2 separate regions of the Mus musculus genome follow, and region 1 is linked to region 2. The links are chromatin contacts, called in public HiChIP or PLAC-seq maps. All regions are on one chromosome and are shown on one strand. Each heading gives the region's core, a stretch centred on a gene start, on an enhancer-like site or on the middle of the called end of the contact. The rest is flanking DNA. Distances are from core to core; before and after follow the strand shown.

The links. HiChIP or PLAC-seq counts read pairs in DNA pulled down with a chosen protein or histone mark.
Region 1: a contact with region 2 is called in an H3K4me3 HiChIP or PLAC-seq map of forebrain, with 6 times the contacts expected there. The contact joins the promoter of Pygo1 here to the enhancer-like site in region 2. A contact is called at or near these places in 10 of 39 promoter capture datasets (the 3T3-L1 cell line, HPC-7-derived erythroid cells, cranial neural crest and 5 more), 2 of 15 datasets of contacts at CTCF or cohesin (embryonic stem cells and stem cell-derived epiblast-like cells), 15 of 484 Hi-C or Micro-C datasets (the G1E-ER4 cell line, Th1 cells, embryonic stem cells and 1 more), 21 of 115 datasets of contacts at active chromatin or transcription factors (craniofacial prominence, embryonic basal ganglia, embryonic forebrain and 8 more) and 4 of 9 other capture datasets (adipose tissue, embryonic stem cells, liver and 1 more).

The regions. Positions count from the first base shown.
Region 1 is chr9:72,922,339-72,928,333 of GRCm38.p6, forward strand. Pygo1 (pygopus 1) reads left to right here and starts at 3,307. Exons shown (of 3, transcript NM_028116.3): 1 at 3,307-3,622. The coding sequence starts at 3,574.
Region 2 is chr9:72,762,782-72,768,595 of GRCm38.p6, forward strand. No RefSeq gene overlaps it. Among named protein-coding and RNA genes, the nearest start is that of Gm27204, 14 kb to the right of the region's middle. Within about 2 kb of position 4,105, at least 72 of the 459 cell types and tissues checked have an H3K27ac peak or open chromatin away from gene starts, as enhancers often do. A contact at or near this core is called in the G1E-ER4 cell line, embryonic stem cells, forebrain and 1 more, where this site is marked.

The sequences.
Region 1 (5,995 bases), core at 2,057-4,556, 160 kb after region 2:
CTCCTTTCGCTATCCCCCATGAGTCCCAATATAAGGACAAATGTATGTTTTGAGTGACAGTCCCTATTTGTTCTGTTCTCTTTTGTGTCTGTGTAGTTACCCATTCCTACAGTGGTTCTAGAAAATTAACCAATGAGGCACAAGCCAAGCCTTGGGAAGTGCTTGCACAGTAAGGTCTGTGCTCCCTTTATGCCCTTGTGAATCCTGTAAGCATTATCCTCTGAAAGATCCCAGACTCGAGGGCTGGGTGCTGCCCCACAGCCCAGCTGTGGTGCTTGCTCATTGCTCCAGCTAAAAGCCATCTACTTACCAGAAAGTAGAGCCTTTGGCCACCAACTAACCACAGATGCCTGATTGACTTTGTGGTACTACAAAAAGCCATTCTATCAGAGTCTAGCATAGACTGCCTGTCCACAGAATTATAAGCAACTAAACGATTGTTTAAACCACTGGGTGTGGGGTCATTATACAGTATTGATACACAATAACTTATAAATAACATCAGTGCAGATGTGATTTCTGCCCCACACCCCCAGGTACTAGTATTTGCATGACCTGAGGTATTATCTTTCTGTCACCTGAACTTCCCAGTCTCAGACCTAGGGTGTCCAAAACTGAGTTCATCTTCCCCCCATATCACCATGAGTTTTCTCTCCCTGTGTCCACCCCACAAAGACAAGACCGGCAGCAAGCTCATGGCCAGTGCCTCATTCAGTGTCATTGTCATTGCTTCGTACAGTTCCCCAACCCCACCTCAGTGTGTGAGGCACTCACTCACTCACTTCTTGGATATTATTTCATAGCTGGTATTGTTGACAATGTGTCACCTTTGTGGGTCAGGTGCCAGGGGGCTAGCATGAGGAGGCCTTTAAGAGGCCATCAGACTGTAAGGGACTGTTGAAACAGCTTGAGTTGGGTGTTGTCTAGTTACTGTTGCTTAGTTACTGTTGCTGTGATGCAGTGCACTGACAAGTAGCTGAGAAGGGAGGGGCTGACCCTGGCTCACAGGTCACAGTTCGGTCCACCATGGTGGGGACACCGTACCACAGTCATGGTGGGGACACTTACCACAGTCAGGAAACAGAGCAGTGTTTGCTTCCTTGTGCTTAGCTCTTTCTCCATTTTAGTTTAGTGTAATTTTTTTTTTCCAGATAGGGTTTCTCTGTGTAGTCCTGGCTGTCCTGGAACTCACTCTGTAGACCAGGCTGGCCTTGAACTCAGAAATCCACCTGCCTCTAACTTTCAAGTGCTGGGATTAAAGGCATGTGCCACTACTGCCCGGTTTAGTTTAGTTTTTGAGACAGAGTCTTACTCTATGGCCCAGGCTAACCTGGAACTCACTATGTATAGCCCAGGATGGCCTAGAACTCACGATATAGACCAGGCTGGCCCTGAATTCACAAAGATCTGCCTACTGACTGCTAGCATTAAAGATGTGGGCTACCATGCCCAGTTATTTTTATTTTATGTGTGTCTGTTTGCATGTATGTATGTATACCATGCCTGCGCCTAGTATCTGAAGAGGCCAGCAAAGAACATGGGATCCTGGAATTGGAGTCATGGGTGACTGGGAGCCAATATGTCAGTTCTGGGAACCAGTCACTTGTGTATCTGAAAGAGCAGCTCCTAACCAGTGATTCACCTCTCCAGCCCCTCTCCCTCTGCCTTGTCTTTTGACAAGGTCTCTCAGTGAACCTTGTTATTGTTTGGGTAGACTGGCTAGTCAATAAACTCCATGGGCCCCTTTCTCTCCAACTGCCCAATCCTGGGTTTATAGACACAAATTGGTGCTCAGCTTTTATGTGAATGCTGAGAAAACTAACTCACACTTCTCTTGTTCCTCTCCCCCTCCCACTCCTTCTCCCTGAGACAAGGTTTCTGTATGTAGCTTTGGCTGACCTCGAACACACAAATATCCATCTGCCTCTGTCTCCAGAGTGCTAGGATTAGTGGTGTGCCATATGCTATCACCAGCCAGGACCTGGATATTCTTTTCCTAAAGCAGATTGCACTAATGTAGGGTTTTCCCTTGGCCATTGCCTGAGTACTTGAATGAATTGTGTAAGTCCTGTGTATAGGAAGATGAGAATCCCGTTTTGATTAGTTTATAGGTCCTCCTGTCCTTAAGAGCACTTGTCAGACATACTTGTCTAAAGTTGGATATAGAAACAAACGGTGTGATAGATACCTGGTGGAAGATTGGAGGCTGCACCTAATTTCTCTTAGTATAACAACGAGAAAACCTAACAACGAACAGGGGAAACTCCTAAACGTTCACAGAATGTCAGAGCTAGAAGACAGAGTTGAAATCAGAAAACGAACCTCAAGAGTGTGTGCCTCGGTTGTCTCGGGTCACACAGCTCAAGGAGAGAATGTGGACCACTACTGGAATCTAATTTACACTCTCCTCAGATTGGGGTGGGAGAATCTCCCTACAAGTTGTCCGTGTGAGGTCACCTTTCCCACTTTTCTTCTGGTGTTAATTGCATGCACTGTGTTGAACAACTCACTCATTGCGCCTCCAAGGAAGGGGGCGTTGCAGAAACACGAGTTCGAGCCACGGGCACGGGAAAAGTGGGGTGTCCACATATCCACCCGGAACTATGCTGCTTTCTCTGACAAAGTTTTTCTGAAATCTGACTGCGAGGCGTGCGGTGGCTGGGATGAAGTTCGGAGCTGCTGTTTCCTCGGGGAGGCTGGGGCTGGGCGTGCAGAGGGGCGTGGAGCCCGGGGTCCTGGGGCCTGGAGGGCAGAGAGCAGCCCAGGGCTCAGAGGAGCTGGACTCAGATTTGGAGGGTTTGGGGTCTTGGAGGGTGGCGGGGAGCGCGGAGCAGGACATTGCGCCCTTGCGCCCTGCACAGGTTGCGCAGAGCCAGCTAGTCTTGGGCCTCGGAGGGCAGCGGGAAGCGCGGGGCCCGAGCTGCGGGGCGCGGGCGGGAGACGCAGGGCCGGGGGTACTGGGCCTTGGAGGGCGCGAGGTGAGTGCAGGGCCTGGCGCACACGGCCCCGGAGCGCAGCGGAGCCTTCCAGCGAGGCCGCGGCCCCGAAACCCTGTGCGGGTGCGGGTGAGGGTGCGGGGCTCCGCGCGCCCTGGGTCCCCGCCCCCGAAGCCCGGCCCCGTGCTGGGCTGTGGAGCACAGGCAGGGCGGGGAGGCCTCGGGGCCGCGCCACGTCCCCCGAGCGGCCGCTGCAGGCCGGGGGCTTTTGTGTCCGCGGAGGCCGCGTCTCCCCCGCGCGCGGGCGGAGCGCAGCGCAGCGCGGCCCAGGGCGCGCGTCTCCTCCCGGCCGGGCGCGGGCGCCGCCCCCAGGCCGCGGCCCTGAGCCCGGCGGAGCCCGGCGGAGCCCGGCTAAGCCCCGCGAGCGCACGGAGCCCCGAGGCCTCGGCTGCCTCCCAAACTTTTCAAAGTCGGCCCGCGGCTCGGCCGGCCTGGGCTCCGAGCTCGGCCGGGAGGACTCCAGGGACCGAGAGGAGGACCCGGAGGATCAGGAGGAGGACCCAGAGGAGGAGGGGCCGCCGCATCAAAGACACCGGCTTCCCGCGGCCCGGGGGCGAGCCATGCGCGGCGGTCGGTAATGTCAGCGGAACAGGACAAGGAGCCCATCGCGCTGAAGAGAGTTAGAGGTAACGGAGCTGGGTTGGGAGGACTGAGGGAGCTCGGGCCCGTGAGGAAGCCACCGGGGCGACCCGGGCCTAAGTGCGCGGCTCCAGGCGCCCGGGGTCCCCACTTTGTGTGCAGACGTGCAGCGCTCAGCATCCCTTCCTACCCGGCTCCTCTCCTGCTCCCCACCACACAGCACAATAGACACCTCGGGGTGAAAAAGAGACACCCGCGAACAATACCCACCCCCCCAGAAAACTAAGTTGCACTGCCAGAGAGTTGAGGCGCTTGGCGGAATCACCTCCCTCCAAAAGGCAAACACATATTCAGTATATTTTCTTTTAGTTGAGAGAGAGGAACTAGATACATTCAGAAGGCGTTTTCTTTATTAACCAATAAGATTAAGAATCAAATCATACAAAAACAGCTTCCTGCATCATTGGTTTTCTTCCTTGCCTTACTGTCTCAGAGAAAACAGAGAGAAGGGCGTACTAAACAAAAGGTACTGCATGTAAGTTTAAAACACACACACATACTCACTACCACATACCATCTGGAGATTTGGAGATACCTGCCAGCCCTTATTTCCAGCTCCGGGTGGGTTTCTCAGTCTGGGAGTCTCAAAGTTTGTTCATTGTGCAAATATTTGTTGAACATGTACTAGGTACTAAGTACTGTGCTTGGCATGGGTTAAAACAGTGAATAAAGAATTTAGATGTTCTTTACACAGGAGTGCACCTCTCAGTAAACAATATAGATGGTAAAGTACTGTGCAAAATACCAAAGCAGGGAATGGGGGTAGAAAAGACTTCCAGGGAGCGAAGGCCAGGAGTGTGTAGAAGGTGACCTGGAAGGTGGGCTGAAAGGAAGATGACACAATCCCTGTCTTACCTGGGGAGAAGGCACTCCAGGCAAAGGGAACCAGAGATGCAAAGGCTTTGGGTTTGGTTTGCCTGTGTATCCAAGCCGTGCCAAGGCAGCTATGGTAACTTGTGGCAAGGTGAGCCAGGATGAGCCGGGACAGCCAGGTGTGATGGGCTGAGGGTGGGTGTGTCTTGAGAGTCATTAAGGCTTTGTCTTTTGCTAGGCACGGTGGGCAGGCCTTTAGCTCCAACACTGCTGAGGCAGAGGCAGGTGGATGTCTGTGAATTTGAGGTTAGCATGATCTATACTAGTAAGTTGCAATCCAGCTATTGAGACCCTGTCAAAGAAGAAAAAAAAAAAAAAAGAAGGCGCCGGGTGTGGTGGTGCACGCCTTTAATCCCAGCCCTTGGGAGGCAGAGGCAGGTGAATTTCTGAGTTCCAGCTAGGGGTACAGAGAGAAACCCTGTCTCAAAAAAAACAAACAAAAGAAGGAGGAGGAGGAGGAGGAAGAGGAGGAAGGCAGACAGGCAGACAGATTTTGGCTTTTACTCTGAGATGGGAACTGCACAGTTTTTCAGAAAAGCAGTATTGGGTTCCTAAGGGGTTTGTCTGGGTGTTGTGCAGAAAATCAGACTGAGGGGAATGACTGAAGCAGAGAGGCTACTGCGTAACCTTTCCATCCACCGCCCCCCAAAAGGATAAAGTGCACATAAGTCGGCAACATTTCCTTTTGCCTTATGTGACCACGGACATCCATTGATGTCTTGGTTCAGTGTGACTTCCGCATGCACATGACCCCAGTGCAGTGGCACCCATGTTCTTCTCTCAAATGTTTAGGGAGAATTCTCTTTTTCTAGCACTTGGAGGATGGTTCAGTGGGCAAAGCATCTGCCCATCAAGTGTGAAGCTCTGAATCCAGGTGCCCAAGACCCCAGTAAATGCCAGGTGGGTGTGGTGGCTCTCCTGTCACTCCAGCAGGTGAAAGGGAGACAGGTGACCCCCCAGAGCAAACTAGACTCTGACTCAGTGAGCGTGGGTTTCAGGTAAGAGACCCTGCTGGAATACATACGTTAGAAAGCAATGAAGAACCCACCTCTGGCCTCCACGTGCACGTAAAAAGGAAGAAAAGGAGAAATGGACTCTTTAGTTATTGAAACAAAAGTTTTAACTTAGAGCAGAGTGTTGCTTTTAAAGGCTTGATGTCTGACAACCTTTCATTTGGTGAATTTTTGTTGTGGTGTTGTTTGTTTGTTTTGAGACAGGGTCTTACTGTTGTAGCCTTGGCCATCCTGGAACTGACTATGTAGACCGGGCTAGCCTGGAACTCACTGAGCTCTGCCTGCCTTTGCAGGGGGTGCAGGGATTAAAGATGTGCACCACAGTATTCCGGCTGGTGAAAGATGTAATCCTGTGTTGTTTGTGATTTAGACTTGCTGAAGCCATCAAGGAATAGGCCCTTCTGAGATGCACTTTTCCCCTGAGATTTTTGCAATAGAAGTTTGCCTGTTATTATGAATTGCTTCAGGGTTTAC
Region 2 (5,814 bases), core at 2,855-5,354:
CCCTGTCTCAAAACAGCACAAGGAAAGAAGGAAGGGAGAGGGGTAGGTAAGCAGCGAGGGGTGGAGGAGAGCGAGGTGTGTAGATCCACCAATCACAGCTGTCCCGGGCACTATGAAATCTACAGATGCTTAATTTGGGCAGAAGAAAGCTACAAAAAATTTTAATGTTTAAATGTTTAAATCTTTCCAGTGGTATAGATCCTAGATTCCAAGCACTTGTGGGTAAGAGAAATACAAGTAATGGCGGATTCGCTGCCAGTCAGCCATCCTCTTCATAGCCTAGCTTGGGGGAGCCTCTGGCTTCTGACTCTGCCCACTCCCCAACCCCTACCCTCCTAAACACACCTGTGTGTTTGACTGGAATTCCACAGACCTAGGCTTCCTCCAATCCAAGCTTCTGCTGGAGGCTGGGCCCTCAACTGCAGGCAATGGCAGCTGCTGACAGCCGTGCAGTAAGGAGCTCTGGGCCTTGTGCCTGTGGGGCCGGAGCTATAAATAGCCCTGATTACAGATTTTCCTCTTGTTAACCAATGGCACTTTATGGCTCTCCATTCAAAATAGGCCTGGCTGGTGTTTAGTCTCCCTGGGGGGGCAGCTGTAAAGGCCACTTCAGTTTCACAGCTAAGGAGAGTTACAAGGCAATTAAAACATTTTTGTCTTTTCTCTCTTATGATTACTCCCCTGTGGCAGATACAGCAAAGCACTTGCCCGTGCTGTTCTGTTCTGACTGCCTACCAGGAAGGACTCTGGGGACACAGCATCAGGGCACACTAGCCTAGACTCAGAGTCTGAGCCCCAACATGTCTGTTGTTCTTTACAGGCTGAGAAGAAAAGTCAGGATTAGTTTGGTCTGAACACATAGGTGGACAGGCAGCTGTTAATGACTTCACTGCAGAGTGTCTTCCTGAAGGGGAGACAAATGCTTCTTGTGAGAAAACAAAATATATGCTCAAAATTTTTATGCATTCCCTCTTGTGATAAATTAAGTGTTTGCATAAATAAATGTATACCCAGGGCTGGAGACATGGCTCAGTGGTTAAGAGCACTAATTGCTCTTCCAGAGGTCCTGAGTTCAATTCCCAGCAACCACATGGTGGCTCACAACCATCTGTAATGAGATCTGATGCCCTCTTCTGGTGTGTGTCTGAAGACAGCTACAGTGCACTTATATAAATAAAAATAAATAAATTTACCGGGCGTGGTGGCGCATGCCTTTAATCCCAGCACTTGGGAGGCAGAGGCAGGCAGATTTCTGAGTTCGAGGCCAGCCTGATCTACAGAGTAAGTTCTAGGACAGCCAGGGCTACGCAGAGAAACCCTGTCTTGAAAGAACCAAAAATAAATAAATAAATAAAGTATATACCCTAGCCACATGAAAGTGATTAGAGAAAACAGTGTCTCACATAACCTAGCTCTAGATTGTAGTAAATAACATGTTAATCCTGGTCCTAAAAACAATCTCGATATGGAAAGAGGGGCTGTCATAACCTCGACATTGATCTAGATGTGTACAGCATCCTCTTCAGCATTCAAAACTCTTCCTTGGCTGGGGTCTGAGGAGAAAGCTCAGAGCTTTGTGAGTACAAGGACCGGAGTTCAACCCTCAGAACCCACATTAAAAAAAAACAACCGAGATAACCCTCGCTTGTAAACCAGCGCTGGAGGAGGAAGAGATGATCAGATCCTGGGGGTCACGGACCACACAGTGTCCCAGAAGCCTAATCTCTAGCGGTGGCTGTCACCCGAGGAACAGCAGCTGAGGCTGACTTGAGCTCCACGTGCTACCTCACTCCGCACAAACGCACCTGAACATAAAAGAAAATCCTCCTGGTTTCTTCTCAGGGCTGTCACAGTGCAGGGCAAGCATGACCACCACAGATGACCACCCAGAGCTTAGAGAAGCCCTGAGGTAAGGCCTTGGATGCACTGAGAGGCCTGAGGAAAGGAGGGGGAGATGGGAAAGAAAAGACGTGTAAAGGATTCTTCAACCCAGCCGGAAAGATTCTGCCAAATAGTAATCTGTAGCCATTATGAAATTTCCAGGAAGGAAAAGATTAGCATGCAAAGGAGGCACAGATGTGACTGGAAAAGTTTCTGCTCTCCTCAGAGACACCAGCGTAGGCGCTCAGAACTAAGGGCTTGCATCAGAGCCTCAAAGGACCACTGAGGTCAGAGGGTCCACATCCCTTGTGTTATGGATGAGATGGGTGATGGGACAGATCTGCAGGGACCAATACAGAGTTACCCAATAACTGCAGATGTTCACAGTATCCTCTGAAGAGCCAGGTATAAACCAGGCCCATGTGCCCATTGGGACAGTCAGGGATAAGCCACAAAAGTTCTCTTTGAGTGACTGCTCTCTGGTAGAGGCCAGGGCTGACCCTGGCAGCACCTGGGTATAGAAGAAAGAACATTTCCCACAGCCGAGCTCTCAACAGGTTGTACTTGTGACCAGGGATGGACGCTGCATGGTGGGAACAGAACCTCCAGGCAGGAGATATGGAGAAAACCAAGGCGAGTTAAGGGGAAGAGAGCAAGAGGAACATGGCCACCTCTCTGTAGAAGACAAACAGGCCCAGGAAGTGACCCATTAGGACCATGGGCTGCGGTGAGATGGCTCAGTGGGTAAGAGCACCCAACTGCTCTTCCGAAGGTCAGGAGTTCAAATCCCAGCAACCACATGGTGGCTCACAACCATCTGATCACGAGATCTGACTCCCTCTTCTGGTGTGTCTGAAGACAGCTACAGTGTACTTACATATAATAAATAAATAAATCTTTAAAAAAAAAAAAAGAATGGAATGAAATTCCAGATTAATTAAAAAAAAAAAAAAAAAAAAAAAAAAAGGACCATGGGCTGCAGTTGTATAACAAACTGAGTCACCAAAAGAATAACTTTAATTATAGGACCATACAAAAGACAGATAACCTATCTGGGCGGTGGTGGTGCACACCTTCGATCCCAGCACTTGGAAGACAGAAGCTCTGTGAGCTGGAGGTCAGCCTGGTCTACAGAGCAATTTCCAGGACAGCCAGGACTGTTACATCGAGAAACTCTGTCTCGAAAACAAAACAAAACAACAAAGCAAAACAAACAAACAAACAAAACCAAAAAAAGGTAAGCAGTCTCTGAGTGAGATTTCTGGACCTCCTCCCACTGGGTTAGGACCCGGAGAGGATAATGTATTTATATGTAATAGTGTAACATGTGGCAGGCATGTTACAAGTATACAAGAGAGAGATGCTTGGGAAATGATGCCTGTGTCCCCTTCTGTGGTAATCTACTATGCAGGCATATATGTGTATTCTACTTCTCTCTGTGTGTGTGCACGCATGTGCCATGGCATGTGTGTGGGGGCAGAGGACAACTTTCAGAAGTCTGTGGTTCGTTAGGATCAAATCCAGGTCCATGCTTGGAGTCAAACAGCCTTACTCCCTGAGCCCCCTCACCAGCCCAATCTATTATACTTAATAAGTGTCTCCCCCACTGTGTTTCATAACAAAGGAGTTATTTTTTCCAAATAAGACACTGGTCTGGCATTTGTGAGAAAAACTCGAGAACAAAGTGTCTGGTGAATGTTGTTTACTGACTGACTGCTTGTGAGCCACTTGCCTTCTTAGGGCTCCATGCCCCTGCTCTCTGGGGGCCCCCTCCGCGGTCCTCTCTCCAAATAACTGGGCCTGTGACCATTCAGGAGCTCTGGAGACAGGAGCAGGGTAGAGTGGCGGTATTTTCCCAGACACTGTGGAGCCTAGGTTGAGTTTCTGTTACAAGTGTCATTTGTGTGTATGAAAGGCCACTGGGACATGTAATTAGCCATCTCTTGAGCCTGTCTGATTTCACTTTTCACATGGAGGGTATGAGCATATACTGTGCTTGGCTGGGCTCAGCTGAAAGAATCAACGGGTGTCAATCGGTTCATCCGCTGAGTTTCTATCTCTGCTCTACCCCTGACTCCCGTCTGCGCCCAAAGGGCCAGATCAAAACCAGTCCTGTGATTTCTCCTAGCTCAGAATCTTCTGACACCTCCAATAAAATGTCTGTTGTTGTCCTCAGCCACTCCTTGAGGTCATTTCTGCCAGAAGATGGCGCCACGGACTCATGTTTGCCCGGAAGCGTGGGCGGTCGTTTGCGAATCAATCCCCTCTGCTTTCAAAGGCTGCAGGGAACTCACCTACTTACCAGCTGCCAACAGATTAATCTTAGAAATACTGCTGCTCATGCTCCCAGGGGGTGGCTGCACCGTGCGCCATCTCTCCCTTTGCTGACTCCGAGGGCATCAGCATGGTCTTTGGCCCGTCGTCTGGTTTCTGGAAAGCGCTAACGGTCAGGGATGAACATGTGCTGTTGTTACATAGTACCCACCATCAGCCATTTGCACGCTGTTCAGAAGGTACAAATGGCCACCGAGCTTGTCAATTGCCTAATTGCTGCTTGGGGGCGGAGGGGGGGGGGAGCAGATACAATTTTGCAACCTTAGATCTCTGGCAGCAGCTAAGCTAGAGAGGCTCAGAAAAGAGTGGTTTCTAGTTGTCTCAGGTTACTGTGAGCCAGGTCAATAGTGTGGAGAGGGATCAGGGCAGGGAAAAGAAAGGAAGAAAGAAAAAAAGAAAGAAAGAAAGAAAGAAAGAAAGAAAGAAAGAAAGAAGGAAGGAAGGAAGGAAGGAAGGAAGGAAGGAAGGAAGGAAAGAAAGAAAGAAAGAAAGAAAGAAAGAAAGAAAGAAAGAAAGAAAGAGCAAGAAAGGAAGGAAGGAAGGAAGGAAGGAAGGAAGGAAGGAAGGAAGGAAGAGAGAAAGAAAGAAAAGACCTTAGGCCAGCAGGCCCATGACTGGGATACTACCCAAAGACAGTCTAGGAGACAGAAAGAGGATCCAAAGTGAAAATTCCCCTAAATGATCCTAGGCTTTGATTTCTTCTCACATGTTAAAGAAACAGAAGAAGGGGAGGGAGAAGAAAGAGAGAAAGGGAGGAAGGAAGAGTGTGTCAGTGTGTGTGAGTGTGTGTGAGTGTGTGTGTGTGTGTGTGTGTGTGTGTGTACATCTGCTTGGGAGATAGCTCAGTCTGTAAAGGACCTAAGTTAAATCCCCAGAACCCGTGGTTTGTTTGTTTGTTTTTAACAAGCCAGTCATGGTGGCGCAAACTTGCAAGCCCCGTGCTGTGCTGTGGGGAGGTAGGGAGGGGGGACCCCCGGGGTGGGGGTGGGGTGGGTCACTAGCTACCCAACCAGCCTACTCAGTGAGATCCAGGACAGTGAGAGACCCTGTCTTAAAGATAATGTGGGCCAGGTAGTGGTGGCCCACTCCTCTAATCCCAGCACTTGGGAGGCAGAGGCAGGTGGATTTCTGAGTTTAAGGCCAGCCTGGTCTATAGAGTGAGTTCCAGGACAGCCAGGGCTACACAGAGAAACCCTGTCTCGAAAAACCAAAAAAAAAAAAAATAATAAAATAAATAAATAAATAAATAAAAAATGGATAGCTCCTAAGAAACTAGAGACCCCCCTCATCCCCTGAGAAAGAGAAGGGGGAGGAGAAGGGAGAGGGGAGCAGGGGTAGAGCTGAAGGCAGAGAGGGGAGAGGAGAAAGAGACCTGGGCTGAAATGGGTATCATTAAATAGTTCTGATTCAAATATATCAGCTAGCTCTTCTTCCATAAAGAAACCCAGTGGTTCTCAACCTGTGGGTCGTGACCCCTTGGGAGACACACTTCAGATGTCTTCCATATCAGATATTTATACTTTGATTCATAACAGCAGCACAATTAATTATGAAGTCATAATTAAATCATTTTATAGTCAGGAGTCATACAACATGAGG